5 separate regions of the Mus musculus genome follow, and regions 1, 3, 4 and 5 are each linked to region 2. The links are chromatin contacts, called in public HiChIP or PLAC-seq maps. All regions are on one chromosome and are shown on one strand. Each heading gives the region's core, a stretch centred on a gene start, on an enhancer-like site or on the middle of the called end of the contact. The rest is flanking DNA. Distances are from core to core; before and after follow the strand shown. Region 1 holds the start of Nr2f6 (nuclear receptor subfamily 2, group F, member 6). Region 2 holds the start of Gdf15 (growth differentiation factor 15). Region 3 overlaps Plvap (plasmalemma vesicle associated protein). Region 4 holds the start of Tm6sf2 (transmembrane 6 superfamily member 2). Region 5 holds the start of Sugp1 (SURP and G patch domain containing 1).

Region 1 (2,700 bases), core at 194-2,693, 750 kb before region 2:
CCCTCACTGAGACTAGTCTCCCAAAATCCTTGTTTATTTGAACTTCTGTGACTCAGCCCCCTCTTCCAGAGCCTTTCTTCCTCCTAAGCCCTCTCTCTGGCCCTCTGGCCCTTAACCCTTTCAACCCTCTCCTGAGATACTGGCACCAAGGACTCGAGAATAGTCCAATCTAGGACTGTTCTCATCCCAAACAACCAACTATGACTCCTAAACTGATTTATCTTCTGGGTCACCCAGGATTTGTCACCACTAAAGCAGGGTCGATTCTAATCAGATTCCTGGGAAGTCCTTGCTCCAGTCTGATTCTAGTTCTTCCTGATTTCTGTATTTGTATTTTCACAAGGTATCCAGGTGGATTCTTCTAGGTACCCAACAGCACAGGGCTGGGTGTACATGGCTAGCGGAAACCTGAACCTCAGTTCCTTTAAGTCCCCTTATGTGAGGGCTCATCTTGTGGGATGATTTTCACAAGGCACAGAAGGGAGGGCACCTTGTCCAGGTTGGCCGCGTTCTCTGGTGTGTCTATACTGGACCCAGGCCTGCATAGGAGGCAGAACAGGCCTGGCCGTCAGAACTCTGACTCAGGGGTGAAAGGTCACCCCAAGAGGGACTTTTCCCTCTGTTAAACGTTAACAGACCTAGAGTCAGGCCTCAATCCCATCTAGGCCTCAAATGTGAAGGGAGCTTAATAAATCCGTGCCCTGGGGGGTCCTGCATACAAAGGGTGCTTAATAAATGCTTGCTCCAGTAGAATTGGAGGGGGCAGGGGCGTGGCGGCAGCTGGGAGGCTCTAGGCGTGGGGGGCTGGACGGGAGGGGGGCTAGACATCTGTGGCCCAGCCGGTCACCAGGCCAAACCCTTTCTGTGAAGAAGAAGAAAAAAAAAAAAAGGAAAGGAAATGAAGAGAGACCCGGACAACAGCCCGGGACTGGCACGCCTTCCGGCCGGAGAGGCGACTGACGCCCAGCCTCTCCCACCCTTGAAGCCTGAAAGGAGAGAGGGGGACCCCTTGACCTAACAGCGCGGACGCCCACCCCCAGACTCCGGACACCAGGTGTTCACCGGAGCGGAGCGCGAGGCGGAGGCGGAGGCGGGGGCGGGCCGCGGAGACTTTGGGGAGGAGGGGGCCGCTCCAGCTGGCAGCCGCGCAGAGCAAAGCGGGGCGCGCGCCTGAGCGGCGGGGGCGTGCCCCCTGCAGATGTCCCCGGGGGGCGCGGCTGCCGGGAGCCGCGCGGAGCTCCCCGATGCCCCGACAGGACTCGCAGGGGTTAAGGCTGCGCGGCCGCGTGGGGGAGGGTCAGCTGCGCGCCCCGCCCCGCCCTCTCGCCGGCCCACGGCTCCGGGCGGCGCGCGGCTACCCCATGCCCTTATAAGGGCGGCCGTCGCCGGGGCAACGAGCGCCCGCCCCCGGCCGCGCCGCGCGCCCCCGCCCCGCCCCCGCCGGCGCCGATGGAACGCGGGTGTCAGGCCGGCCGCAGCGCGGGGCCGGCGGCGAGCGCCAGGGCGAGGCCGAGGCTCGGGCCCAGGCGCAGGCCGAGGCCGGCCGCGCGAGCGCTCGGCGGGGAGACGATCCAGGGAAGGCCGCGGGTCGCACTCTCCACTCAGCTCTATCGCCTGGACCTCTGCGATTACGGCCGGGCGCGCGCGGCGTGCGGGACTCCGGGTCTCCGACGCGCGCTCCCGCCGCCCCTCCCCCCTCGCCGCGTAACTTGCGGCCAAAGTTTCCCCCCGGGCTCGGGGGCGCCCGCGCGCGCTCGGATGGTGAGCCACTAAGTTGGCCTGGGCGGCGGGGCCGGGCCATGGCCCCCGCGACGCTACCGGGTCCCCAGGACTCCGGACCACGGGACCTGGGCGCCCCAGACTCGCGCCTCTAGCGCGCCCCCGTCGACCGCGGGCACGCGTGGGAAAGTTGGCCTGGAACCGGCCCGACCAGTTCCTGCCTGGCGCGCGGACCGGCCGCAGGAAGTTGCCGCAAAACTTTTTTCAGGGGGGTGTGCGACCGGAGCCCCCCGAGAGCGCGGGCTGCATGCGCCCGGGGTAGCCGGGTCCCTCTCGGGTCGCCAGGCGTGCCCAGAGGGGACGGACTCGTCCCGGGGCGTACCGGCCCCGCTGTCTCCGGGGCTATGGCCATGGTGACCGGTGGCTGGGGCGACCCCGGAGGCGACACGAACGGCGTGGACAAGGCTGGTGGGAGCTACCCACGCGCGACCGAGGACGATTCGGCGTCACCTCCCGGGGCGACCAGCGACGCGGAGCCGGGCGACGAGGAGCGTCCGGGGTTGCAGGTGGACTGCGTGGTGTGCGGGGACAAGTCCAGTGGAAAGCATTACGGCGTGTTCACCTGCGAGGGCTGCAAGAGTTTCTTCAAGCGCAGCATCCGCCGCAATCTCAGCTACACCTGCCGGTGAGCCCCACGCGCGGCCACCGAGCTGGCCCGGACCTGCTCGGTCACCTTGGGCCTGGCGCTGACCTTCCCCACACCCGCATTCCTGCCCCAGACCACGGGTTCGGCCCTAGTGGAGTTGGTGATACATGCGTGCAGGTGCTCCCCCTCTCCTCCCCCGCGCAGGTGGTCTTTGCTCTTGTCCTCCTGCTCTGGAGAGAGCTGGTTCTGCTAGACAGGGAGGGCTCGGGAGTGCTGTCAGGAGTGAGGACCCTCTTTCCAGCCCCCAGTGCCCCCTTTCTCGTGGGGGCCCGTCA
Region 2 (2,700 bases), core at 75-2,574:
TGTGGGGTTAGGTGGGGTACAGAAGTGCTGAGAACATCGAGGCCTGTCCCAGCATCCAGACCGCACAGGGCTCCCCGTGTGGGAGTGGGCAGCTGCTCGGCCCACTCCCGAGCTCCATATCTACGAAGCCATCTGCATCCCAAGAGACTTTGGGCCGTCCCCAGCCTCAGTTTCCCCACCTGTGACCCATGATGGTCCTGTCTCAACCTCTCATCTCACGCAGCAAGACAGCTGTATCCTGATCCTTGGCCTTTGCTCTGCAGCGCAGAGAGGCTGAGAAACTTGTCCAAGGTCACATGGGACCGCGGGATAGTCCCTCAATTTGTAGCGTGCACCCCCGGCCCCCGCTGTACCCCTACCCTGACGATGTAGACCACAGCAGCCTTTCACAGAAAGAGAAACTGAGGCTCAATGGCTGGCCTGGGACCAGAAGACTGCAGTATTATCCTCTGGGATATGATTCGGAGATCAGCAGCTCGCCCAGGGCAGAGAATCCAACTCTGAGACTTAAATTTGGGGGAAAACGGTCAGAGATGAACATAATCCCAGAACCCCACTCTCACCGGCCAGGTGGCCACCATGCTGTGCCTCCTCACAGAGTGCAGATACCTCAAAACTGCCCACAGCTGCGATCCCAAGGGCGGTGCCACCTCTCTCCACATTGATCTTTAAGAGTCACCCCCGTAGGCAAAGGGTCCTGGAGCAAACAGGTAGTTCTGGGCAGTGCATCAGGGGTGGGGCTTGGATCTGAGGAGGAGTGGTCTGGAATCAGTTTGGGGAGGGTTCTGGGGGTCATCCTGGTCTTGGACAAAGGAGATGGCGGGTGAAGACTTACCATGCACCTACCTTGTCTTCACAGGGGGACATGGAGTAACCCTAGTCAGTCATTAACCTGGAGTGACCCCACAGGTCAGAGGCCACCCAGCAGTATGTAAATACTGGGAGGGACCCCAGCAGGAGCCCTTGATGACACCTGGTGCCCCTCCTTGCTCACTCCTGTCTTCCCCAGAGGCCCTAACTACAGCCACTACCCTTTCAGGGCCCAGGCTGACCGTGGATGGGGCTCCTGGCACCTTCATCCTCCTCCTCCATCTTCTATCTGAGCCTGAGACGAACTGCCCACCCCCTCCAGCCACCTGCCGCCTCCTGTTTGGAAGGAGGCCCGCAGCAGATTTCCTCTTCCCTCCATTCCCAAGAGGAACCCCTGGTCTGGGGATACTGAGGCAGGCACAGGGCAGGGCACGTGTGAGCATCCAGTCATCCTGAAAGGTAAATCTGGTTCCTGAAGCGACAACTGTTCGTACAGGGTTTTGAAGGATTGGTAGGAGTCCCACAGAGGACACCGAAGAGGTGCAGTCCCTGATTTGTCCTTATGTCCCAGCCCATTTGGGCACGGCTGTAATGTCTACTCCTGGGACACTGAGGCATAGGGGTGACTTGCCTGAACTTGCCTTTTCTAGGTTTTCCTTGGCTTCACCTTTGATGGGGGTGGAGGGAGGAGGGAGGGAGAGAGGAGGAAAGAGAGAGGGAGAGAGTCCTGGTCCCAAGAGGAAGGAAGAAGCCACTTGAACTTCAGTCTGGACTCCATCACATGTTCTGTGGGGACGATCAGCCCTCACTCAGGTCCCAGCCCGGCGGTTTCCCTCCCTCCCACCCCCTCCCCCTGCGGAGCCCTGGGATTCCCGCCCGAATTAGCCTGGTCACCCGAGTTGGCATCGCACACGGGGGCGGAGCGGACAGAGTCCAGTGGGTATAAAGGCAGCTGCAGAGGGCTTAACTCAAAGACACACTCAGGACACAAGCGACATGGCCCCGCCCGCGCTCCAGGCCCAGCCTCCAGGCGGCTCTCAACTGAGGTTCCTGCTGTTCCTGCTGCTGTTGCTGCTGCTGCTGTCATGGCCATCGCAGGGGGACGCCCTGGCAATGCCTGAACAGCGACCCTCCGGCCCTGAGTCCCAACTCAACGCCGACGAGCTACGGGGTCGCTTCCAGGACCTGCTGAGCCGGCTGCATGCCAACCAGAGCCGAGAGGACTCGAACTCAGAACCAAGTCCTGACCCAGCTGTCCGGATACTCAGTCCAGAGGGTGAGTAGCAACCAGGGACCCACTTCAGGAACACCCTCTCCAAGCTCCAACCAACACACTCAAGTCCACGAGCCCAGCCCAGCTTCCGAGACTCAGTTTCCCCTGCTGTGACCTCTGGAGCTGCCAGCAGCGGGCTCAGCCAGAGTAGGACGGATGACCGTCCCTAGACCGGAGCTGGACAAATGATGTCCAGAGAGGTCAAGGTCGCTCCTGGAGATGCACAGCACTCGAGTTGGGGAGGACATGGGGGAAGGTTAGAGGGTCCTGGAGGGAAGAGGGAGGGACAGGAGCCAGGTTGGGAGCCAAACGGAAAGAACCTGCGGGAACTGGATCGGAAATCTGACGCAATCGCTTGTAAAGAGACTGCTACAGTAACAAGTGACAGTCGCTTGGATGGGAGGGAGGAGGATCCAGGGGACTGGACTCAGCTCTGGGACCCAGCAGGGCTGAGGGCGGGCCCAGGCTGATTTGGGTCACGCCCCCTTACAAATCCGCTAGGGTTGTGTGAATCCAAGCGAACTGTAGCTCTCCCTAAAGATCTGCAAAGCTACACTTGGATGTGGTGGCGCATGTCTGCCATCCTAACTACTCCGGGGGTTGAAGCAGAATTGCCT
Region 3 (2,700 bases), core at 155-2,654, 860 kb before region 2:
ATCCTATTTGAGAGTCTCCAGGCCTCCCCTGAAGGGTTCTAGCCACCACGCCCACAGGATTCCCATTAGGTTTTAAAGTCTTTTCCAGAGTCCGCTGGTTCCCCTCCTCCTCACAAGGAAGGGCCTCAATTGTAGATGAGCGTTCCGGGTGGATCTTAGAGCCCTAGAGGGAGGCTTTTGCTTGTAGCCCCCTAAAGATATTACTGGCACATAATAAATATGAAAGTCCTTTGAAGACTGGTTTGTATTTGTTTGTGTGTGTTTGTTTGTTTTAAGCCAGAGTTTCCCTCTGTACCTCTGGCCATCCTGAAACTCACTCTGTATACCAGGTTGGCCTCGAACTCAGAGATATGCCTGTCTTGGCCTCCCAAGGGCTGGGATCAAAGGTATGTACCACCACCACCTGGCTGGTTTCTATTTATGTTTTTATTCTGTAAACAAGGTCACATTATGCATGCCAAGTTGGCTTTGAATTCTGGATCTCACTACCTCAGCCTCCTGAGGACAGTGATGACTCTCATGCTCAGTGGGGACTGGTGAGACAGCTCAGCAGGTTAGGTACTGACTGCTCCTAGAGAGGATCTGGGTTTGGTTCCCAGCATTAACATGGCAACTTACAACTACATGCAGGGGATCTGATGCCCTCTCTTGAACTCCAGAGGCAGCACACATGCAGGTGGTGCAATCAAGGTAACATAGAATCTTTAAATGAATAGATGGCAGCTGTGGCGGGTGGCATGCACCTTTCAGCCCAACCCTGTGGCTCAGTGGGTAGAGTGCTTGTGTTGCATGAATGACACCCTGGACTCCATCTCCAGCACCACATAAACTGGGTGTGGTGTTATTCCAGACCTGAAGAGGCTGAGGCAGGAGGATTGGGACTACAAGGCCAGCCTGGGCTACAGGAGACCCTGTTTCAACCATCAGGACTAAATAAAAATGAAAAGCTATCCTATTGCCTTCTGGTGCAAACATATTGAAAGATGCATCTCCTCAGGTTGGTACAGATTTAAAAAAAAAAAAATAGTAGCCCTTACAGAAACAACATGCAACAGAATGAAGCCCAGCGTGGTGAAACAGGTCTGTCCCTGGTGGGGAGGCTGAGGCAGGGGACTGAAGGGCAAGGGCAGCCCTCTAATGTCCAGCCCAGCTGTCCTTGAATCCCAGCAGCAAGCTGGAGCCATCGAGGGAAAAGCAGACAAACATGAAGGCAGAAGGCGGCTGCTCCCTCCAGCGTTGGCCCCTGTGGGAGCAGGAGGTGAATCACACAGCCTGTGTGCCACACTCTGCCTTGGGGACAAAGCGGCGATATTTCCTGGATCCGGAAATATGGGCCAGAGCCTGTCACTGCAGGAAGCACTCGGCTGGAGCCCCGCCAACCAGGCCACCAGGGGTCAGCCTGGGAGGCTGCCTGGATGGCTGGGATGAAGGCCCCAAGGAATTGGGGCGGGCCCTGGACCTGCGCCTGAGCTCTGGGATGAAGTCGACCTGACTGAAGGTCTGATAGCCACTGGCCTGGGTGCAGATGGTGATCAAACTCAGCCTTTGTTTTCTCTTCCCAGACACCATGTTTCAAATCTGTACTCTCAGCTAACATGATTGGGAGGCAGAAGGATTGCTTAAACCCAAGAGTTCCAGGCCAGTCTGGGCTACACAGTAAGAACCCACCTCTAACAACCACAGTGGTTGTGATAATGAATCTGAAGTGTCCAGGCAGAGAGGCCTACATTGCTGACATGAGAAAACAAAAGCCTGCCCCCAGCGCTGCCTCAGGAGGGTCCTATACTGGCACAGTCCTCTTCATCATGGATTCTGAACCCGCCCTCTGTTGGTCACACATCCTTCATGGCTCCCCATTACCCTACAGCCTAGTTTCTCAGCCCCTTTGGCAGCTTACAGACAGGGTTCAGCCCTGGCTGCTCTCAGAATATCTGATCAGGACTTAAGGGTGAACAAAGTTTATTTGCTTCATTTGTGTTCATTTGTTTCGTTTTGAGACAAGAGGCTCGCTACATAGCCTGGCTGGCCTCCAACTCAGAGATCCTCCTGCCTCTACAATGCTGGGATCGCTGGCGCACTAACATGCCTGGCTATGCTTTTCCTTGCCTAGCTCCCTGGGTGAGAGTACTTGTTGCTGAAAGAGGAGAAACTGAGTCTCAATTGCCAATATAAAAGCAGGGTATAGTTGTGCACCTGTAACCCTAGCACTGTGGGCAGAGAGAGGAGGATGCTAAACACTGGATACAGAATTGAGACCTGACCTGTGTCCTTTTCTGGCCAGTATGTCCCCTAGAATCCCCACACCCACGTGTATGATAACATCACACACACACACAAACACCATGGGGTAGGGGCTTGGCTCAGTTTTATCTGCCCAGACCCCTCCTCCAGGCAGCTTTTCTGGATTCCCTTCGGCCCCTAGTCTCATCCAGGCTCCCAGGCCCCAGGCAGGGCTCCGGGGCGGAAGGGGGCCAAGTGCCCGGTCCGACTGCCTCCGCTGGGTGAGGCCCTGACTCTTTGGGGATTTCCTGCGTTCTCTATAAATAACCCCCCCCCCCCCCGTCGCTTCCCACAAACTCCTCACCCTTCTTGGAAAAAAGGGACTGCGGCCAAGGCCTCCATGCAGCTGTGTGCCAGCCCCGAGGCAAGTGGCCTACATCGGGCGAGCTGCCCAGAGGGGCGGCCCCGCCCAGCTTGAGG
Region 4 (2,700 bases), core at 37-2,536, 560 kb after region 2:
AATGAGACCTGACTTCTCCATCAGTGGTTTCTTGGTTAGGTTTTCTACTTGGCAAACTCCTACTCATACTTCAAGGCTTATCCATATTGCTCCCACTGGAAGCCCTCTCTGATTTCCCTATCTCTGTGTTTCATCATTAGCTAATACTCATTCCTTTGGATTTGCCAGGTCACTCATTGAGCCTCACCCTTCATGTGGTTGGACTCTGATGGGAGGGAATCTAGTATTTTCTTGAGGCTCCCAGTTTCTCTCAACTAAAGTCCAAATGTCTCCAACTGCACTTCCCTATTCTTGCTCAGTTACACCGAAGTTATACAGTCTGATAAGACAGTTCAGCTAGCTGCATAGATAACACAAGCCAGGTCTCTGGGCTTCCCTTAACACAGCTGGACAAACAAACCAAAACCCAGAGAGGGGAATCCACCTGTCTGGTGCCACACAGCCAGTTTTTGTTCAATTCTCCTAAACTACCCAGGCCCACATTTCATAAACTCCATCCTGGTTTTACTTAACCAAAATGCCAACACTAATCTTGACACTGCACAGAACTTGTGATCCTCACCCATGACGATAGTGAAACCCAGATAGATAAAGAGACCTGGGCTCCCAAAGGGCACTTGGCTCACTCAGACTCTCAGGAGACAGGTACCAGGGAGTCAGACCTATGGCTAAGGCCCTCTCTATCCCACTGTTTGAGTTAACTGAGCTTTGGAGTGAGGGGATTGCTGGACCTCCGGGGTCTATCTGAAGATAGAAGTCAGGGACAGGGTGCTCATTGCTTGTAGGGGGAGTTAACTCTAGGCCTGAGACAGAGACGATGGTACAGGGCATGCGTACCAGGGAAGTTGGGTGAGTTGGGCTTTATCTAGGAAAATACTTTGACCCTGGGTGACTTTGGAACTGGCACAGCATACATCCCTGGAATACTCGTAAATGCCACAACCCACTATGGCTCCACATCACCTTTCCCCAGAAACTTACAACTTCATCTTCCTGACAGCGCGGCTGGAGAGGGATTTCTGCTTGCAATGGCGTTCCCCCGGCCCAGCTCCCATCCTATGGGATTTTGCTACCCCTCATCCTCCCTCCAGCCCCATGGTCCTCATGGACGAAAACGCACTGTGAGAACGCCGAAACTTGATTGAGTAGGTAGGACACTGGCAGGGCGCAGAATGACATTGCCACAGTCCTGCCGGCTAGGGGCGGGATGTCCATGGCAGCGGCACCCCGACCCCGGCGAGGCCTCCAGGACGCTTGGCTCCGTGACCGCAGCGCGTCAGAGCTCTGAGTTGCCAGGAACCTGCCTGCCCCCCCCCCCCCCCCCGCGCGCAAAGGTCGCCCCGCGCAGGAGCTGGTCACCACCCTTTCCTGTGTTGAGGTTCTTGGCCAGTATGCGGAGGGGGTGGGTGGGGAGTGCCGCCCTACTATCAGGAGACTCCGCCCATAAGCTCCCTTTCTCAGTCCTTTTATCCATTGCACAGCGTCCTTTCCCAGTTTTCAGCCGTCCCACATCTGCAGCCATGCCCCCTTACCTCTACCCAGCTTATAACTCCGCCCCCATACCCTAGTCACCTGTGGGGCTGAACTGTAGAGACTTCCCTTTACCGAGTCCACAATAGTCCCTTACCTAAGACCCATTCACCTCTCCTAGCCCTACTCACAGGCATTAGCTCAAGAGTGCAGCCACGCTCTACATGGCCCCGCCCCCAGGCCCTACACTCACAACTTGTACACACTGCAGTCCAGCCCCTGGCCACACTCCCACTACTCAGCTCTGCCAACTCTAGGACCTTTTGTGTCATGCCCAACCAGATCTTGGGAGAGGGAAACATTGGGGAGATGGAAGACCAGAGGAGCAAGACTGGAGTACTCAGATTTATCATTCTTATTCTCTTGAGGACTTTGACTAGCTGGAGAGGTCTGGGGAGGATCCAGGGCAGCACAAATGGGATGAAGCTGCAAAGATTGACCATCACGGGCTCCAGCTGGGCTCTTGCAGCTATGCAGTGAGCAATACATGAGACAGCCCAGGCCTCTGCCTCTAGACAGGCCCTACCCATACTCCAGCTGTGCCCAGTCCACACCAGCCCATGCACATATCATGAAGTGTTTGGAAGCCTCTTTTTCCTCTGCCTGGGGTAAAGTCTGAATCAACTGGCTGGTCTCCAGTTACTGTGAACTCAATGAGCCTCAGTGGGACTGGAGGAGGGACAAAAGAGGTTTCTGGCAACAGCAGGAACTGGAATGCTGGACAGGTGAGCATTGGGACTTTAATACACAGCACAACACTTGTGACCACAGGATAGAGATGGATGCCAGAACATTTCATAGTCCAAGGATGGCCGATCTGAATGTAGACTTTGTGTTTCCAGAATATTCAGTAGTAGGGCCGTCTGGGGTTGTTCTGTGGAAGCCCAAAAAGATCAAAGGAGTGTTAGTGGAAAACTATAGGTCCTCCCTCCACAACGTTGCAGGCAGCAGAGCTGACATCCTGTGAGGGCTACAGCAGGGGTTTTGTCATCTCTCTCAAACTAACAGGCAGTCAGGGAGGCACGCACCAGCGGGTTGGGCCGGAATCGGTAGGCCAGCATCATCCTCTTGCGGAAGGCCTCGTACTCATCATCCTCCTTGGAGAGTTCAGCTGGCCGGTCGATGCCAAAGCCAGCTCCATCTATTGTGGTGGCACCCCTGTGGAAGGAA
Region 5 (2,700 bases), core at 19-2,518, 590 kb after region 2:
CCATCTCGTCAGCCCTTAAATTCTAAATGTTGAAAGCAAAACTGACTCCCTAGACACTACCAGAGTTGACACCCCTAATTATTTCCATTTCATTCATAACAATCTCCAAGGAGACAATCCTAGTCCACTCTGAGGCCTATCCAGCCTCTGTGGTGAAACCTCTGCCTTCCTATAGACAGCATCTACTCATATGGAACATCTTGTACTCAAGAAAGACTTTTCATGGAGCCAGAGAGATGGCTCAGAGGTTAAGAGTGCTTGTCACTCTTCCAGAGAATCCAAGCAAACATCCAGGTGGCCTACTATAACTCCAGCTCCAGGTACTCACACACAAAGACATAAAGACAAATGGATTTTTAAAAACTGTTAAGCCTTCCCTGACCTTCAATATATTAGCAGCATCCAACCTCACGTCACGAGAACTAGTTCTTTGCAAAATTTGCTTCCAGGTGCACTGACACGCAAGCTTAGCACAGCGTTTGGCACCCAGCAAGTGTGGAAGCATATGGTGAATGGGCAAATGCATTTCATCCTAGGGGCACAGGGAGAGCTAAACCCGTAACCGTGGGAAACCGCCCTGGCTGACCCAGTGCAGTTCGGAAACGCACATTTCCCACAAGGCAGGACCCAAGCCAAAGGGGACCGGAGGGGCAGGAGGGATGTCCCAGGCTGTCCGCTGTGGATGCCACCGGCCCGAGAGCAGTTTATTGGGAAAGCCCATGCGGTTCCCACCCGGCGCCCAGGCCTTTGAGGGAGACCAGGAGCGCTCCTCAGCCACGGGCGGGGGTTGGGGGGCGAACCCGAGTCTGGGGTCTCGGCAGACCAGAGAAGGGCACACGCAACGTTACTGTAAGTTTCCCTGGGGCTGAGGCGAGAAGTCCGCGTGTCAGGTCCGTGACAGAAAGTAGGGTGAACAGGAGACGTGCAGTCGCGAGAACCCAGGCGGGCGGCGAAGGGAAGTCGGGGGATGTTACCTGCAACATCCCGGTTGTCCATCTTGAGACTCATCCAATCCCACAATGCTCCGGCGCCACCTGAGAAGAGGGAGGCTCTGTTATAGTGCGCTTGGTCTGATGGTAAATGTAGTCCTTCTCCGACAATCTCGTCCAACCCCCTTCTAGGACACCGGGCGTCTTCTCCACAGAAACGCCGGCGTCAGTTCACGAACGTGTATTACTCTCAGTTACGATGATGCAGAGGTATCATCCTCTCCTCAGAGTCTTCCTCAGTCGGAGCCACTTCGAACACACACCATAAGACCCAGAAGTCCTTGCGTAGCAGTTCTCGCGAGAATTGCGGGTCGCCAGGCCCCGCCCCTCAAGGTGCTTCCGCCTCTCTGTGGAGGCGGCTTGTTGTTGTGCGGGCCAAGATGGCGGCACAGGCGGCGGCTGCGGCGCAGGCGGCGGCTGCAGCTCAGGCTGCCGCCGCACAGGCCGCACAGGCCGAGGCAGCCGAGTCGTGGTATCTGGCTCTCCTGGGTTTCGCCGAGCACTTCCGAACATCTAGCCCGCCCAAGATCCGCTTGTGCGTTCATTGCCTGCAGGCCGTGTTCCCCTTCAAGCCGCCTCAGCGGATCGAGGCCCGGACGCACCTGCAGCTCGGCTCGGTGCTTTACCACCACACGAAGAACAGCGAGCAGGCGCGCAGCCACCTGGAGAAGGCGGTGAGTGTGCGGGCCAGGCGGGCGGGCCGCGGGTACCGGGGACTCGATCCTCTCCGCCTCGTCGGGCTTGGGACTTCCGAAGGCCTCGCCCTCACCTGCGGTGACAGACGCGGCTCCGCCACGCCCTCTCACCCGGGAACCGGGAAAGTTGTCCCTCTTCAGCTACTTGGTGCTTGCATCGGGGACCCTCCTAGTCGGGTGGCCGCGGGAACAGGACCCAGAGCGTCAGCCTAGAAGCACCTACCTAAGGAAGAGATGCGAGCTCCCTGACGTGTGAAAGCGAGGTCGCAGGAAATCTGAAAGTCCAGGACTTCTGACAGTCAGGTGTCTAGGTCTGGAGTCCCAGATCCTTGTGGCATGGATATTGGGGAAGGTGAGGCCTTCAGCCTCTTGTTGAACGTTGTTGCCTTGTGAGGACCTGAAGTGCAGAAAGTAGCTTCTAGAGTCACTTGCACCTCGGGGGTCTGGAGGTCAGTCTCACTGTTGGTGGCTTCTTCTCCCACCACGAAATGGTCCATCTTTGAAAGAGTCCCCACTCCGCCTCCAACTTGATTTGTGACGTCTTGGTGCTTCACAGAATTTCAAGAGGTAGCTGTCATTCAGCTTCTCAGTAAGACTTGTTTCTTCTCATGGCAACTGTGTCTCTTCCACACCTCCGCCTCTTTTTTGCCATTTTCCTATCTTTGTTTCCTTGACTATTCAGATGTTTAATGTTCTGACCTGCAGACAGTCTAGTAAATTGCCTTCAGGAGGGGATCAAAATTCTTGTTTCCCACACTGTGCATAGTTAGAGCTTCTAATCCTCACTGAACCAATAAACTTCCTTATTTCAAGAGTGAAACCGTATAGGCTTAGCTAAGTAAAGTGATTTAGCAAAGACCACACTGTGTGAAGTTTGGGTTTTTTGTTTGTTTTTGTGTTGGGGGGGGTTGTCGTGGTCTTACACGATGTAGCAAAGAATTGGTCTCAATTCCCAGCTGTCATCCTTCCTGGCCACCCAAGTACTGAGATTACAGGCATAGTTGCACATACCTGTG

Evidence for each region. HiChIP or PLAC-seq counts read pairs in DNA pulled down with a chosen protein or histone mark.
Region 1: an HNF4G HiChIP or PLAC-seq map of pancreatic cancer cells shows a contact between it and region 2. The contact joins the promoter of Nr2f6 here to the promoter of Gdf15 in region 2. A contact is called at or near these places in 3 of 39 promoter capture datasets (liver, neutrophils and pre-B cells), 1 of 15 datasets of contacts at CTCF or cohesin (embryonic stem cells) and 4 of 115 datasets of contacts at active chromatin or transcription factors (embryonic stem cells, pancreatic cancer cells and stem cell-derived neural progenitor cells).
Region 3: a contact with region 2 is called in an HNF4G HiChIP or PLAC-seq map of pancreatic cancer cells. The contact joins the enhancer-like site here to the promoter of Gdf15 in region 2. A contact is called at or near these places in 4 of 39 promoter capture datasets (hippocampal neurons, neutrophils, pre-B cells and 1 more) and 2 of 115 datasets of contacts at active chromatin or transcription factors (embryonic stem cells and pancreatic cancer cells).
Region 4: an H3K4me3 HiChIP or PLAC-seq map of embryonic stem cells shows a contact between it and region 2, with 7 read pairs. The contact joins the promoter of Tm6sf2 here to the promoter of Gdf15 in region 2. A contact is called at or near these places in 1 of 39 promoter capture datasets (liver) and 2 of 115 datasets of contacts at active chromatin or transcription factors (embryonic stem cells and pancreatic cancer cells).
Region 5: an H3K27ac HiChIP or PLAC-seq map of microglia shows a contact between it and region 2, with 4 times the contacts expected there. The contact joins the promoter of Sugp1 here to the promoter of Gdf15 in region 2. A contact is called at or near these places in 1 of 39 promoter capture datasets (cranial neural crest) and 1 of 115 datasets of contacts at active chromatin or transcription factors (microglia).

What each region holds. Positions count from the first base shown.
Region 1 is chr8:71,380,695-71,383,394 of GRCm38.p6, reverse strand. It overlaps Nr2f6 (nuclear receptor subfamily 2, group F, member 6), which reads left to right and starts at 1,443. Exons shown (of 4, transcript NM_010150.2): 1 at 1,443-2,404. The coding sequence starts at 2,124.
Region 2 is chr8:70,630,719-70,633,418 of GRCm38.p6, reverse strand. It overlaps Gdf15 (growth differentiation factor 15), which reads left to right and starts at 1,324. Exons shown (of 2, transcript NM_011819.3): 1 at 1,324-2,086. The coding sequence starts at 1,807. It overlaps Gm34154 (a long non-coding RNA gene), which reads right to left and starts at 856. Exons shown (of 2, transcript XR_870495.2): 1 at 564-856.
Region 3 is chr8:71,495,300-71,497,999 of GRCm38.p6, reverse strand. Plvap (plasmalemma vesicle associated protein) reads left to right here. Exons shown (of 6, transcript NM_032398.2): 6 at 1-247. It also overlaps a transcript of Gtpbp3 not described here. Among named protein-coding and RNA genes, the nearest start is that of Gtpbp3, 7.9 kb to the right of the region's middle. Within about 2 kb of position 1,404, at least 137 of the 459 cell types and tissues checked have an H3K27ac peak or open chromatin away from gene starts, as enhancers often do. A contact at or near this core is called in pancreatic cancer cells, where this site is marked.
Region 4 is chr8:70,071,510-70,074,209 of GRCm38.p6, reverse strand. Tm6sf2 (transmembrane 6 superfamily member 2) reads right to left here and starts at 1,286. Exons shown (of 10, transcript NM_001293795.1): 1 at 1,121-1,286. The coding sequence starts at 1,215. Sugp1 (SURP and G patch domain containing 1) reads right to left here. Exons shown (of 14, transcript NM_027481.3): 13 at 2,559-2,688; 14 at 1,863-2,404. The coding sequence ends at 2,378.
Region 5 is chr8:70,041,355-70,044,054 of GRCm38.p6, reverse strand. Sugp1 (SURP and G patch domain containing 1) reads right to left here and starts at 1,268. Exons shown (of 14, transcript NM_027481.3): 1 at 975-1,268. The coding sequence starts at 1,008. It overlaps Mau2 (MAU2 sister chromatid cohesion factor), which reads left to right and starts at 1,321. Exons shown (of 19, transcript NM_001376946.1): 1 at 1,321-1,663. The coding sequence starts at 1,370.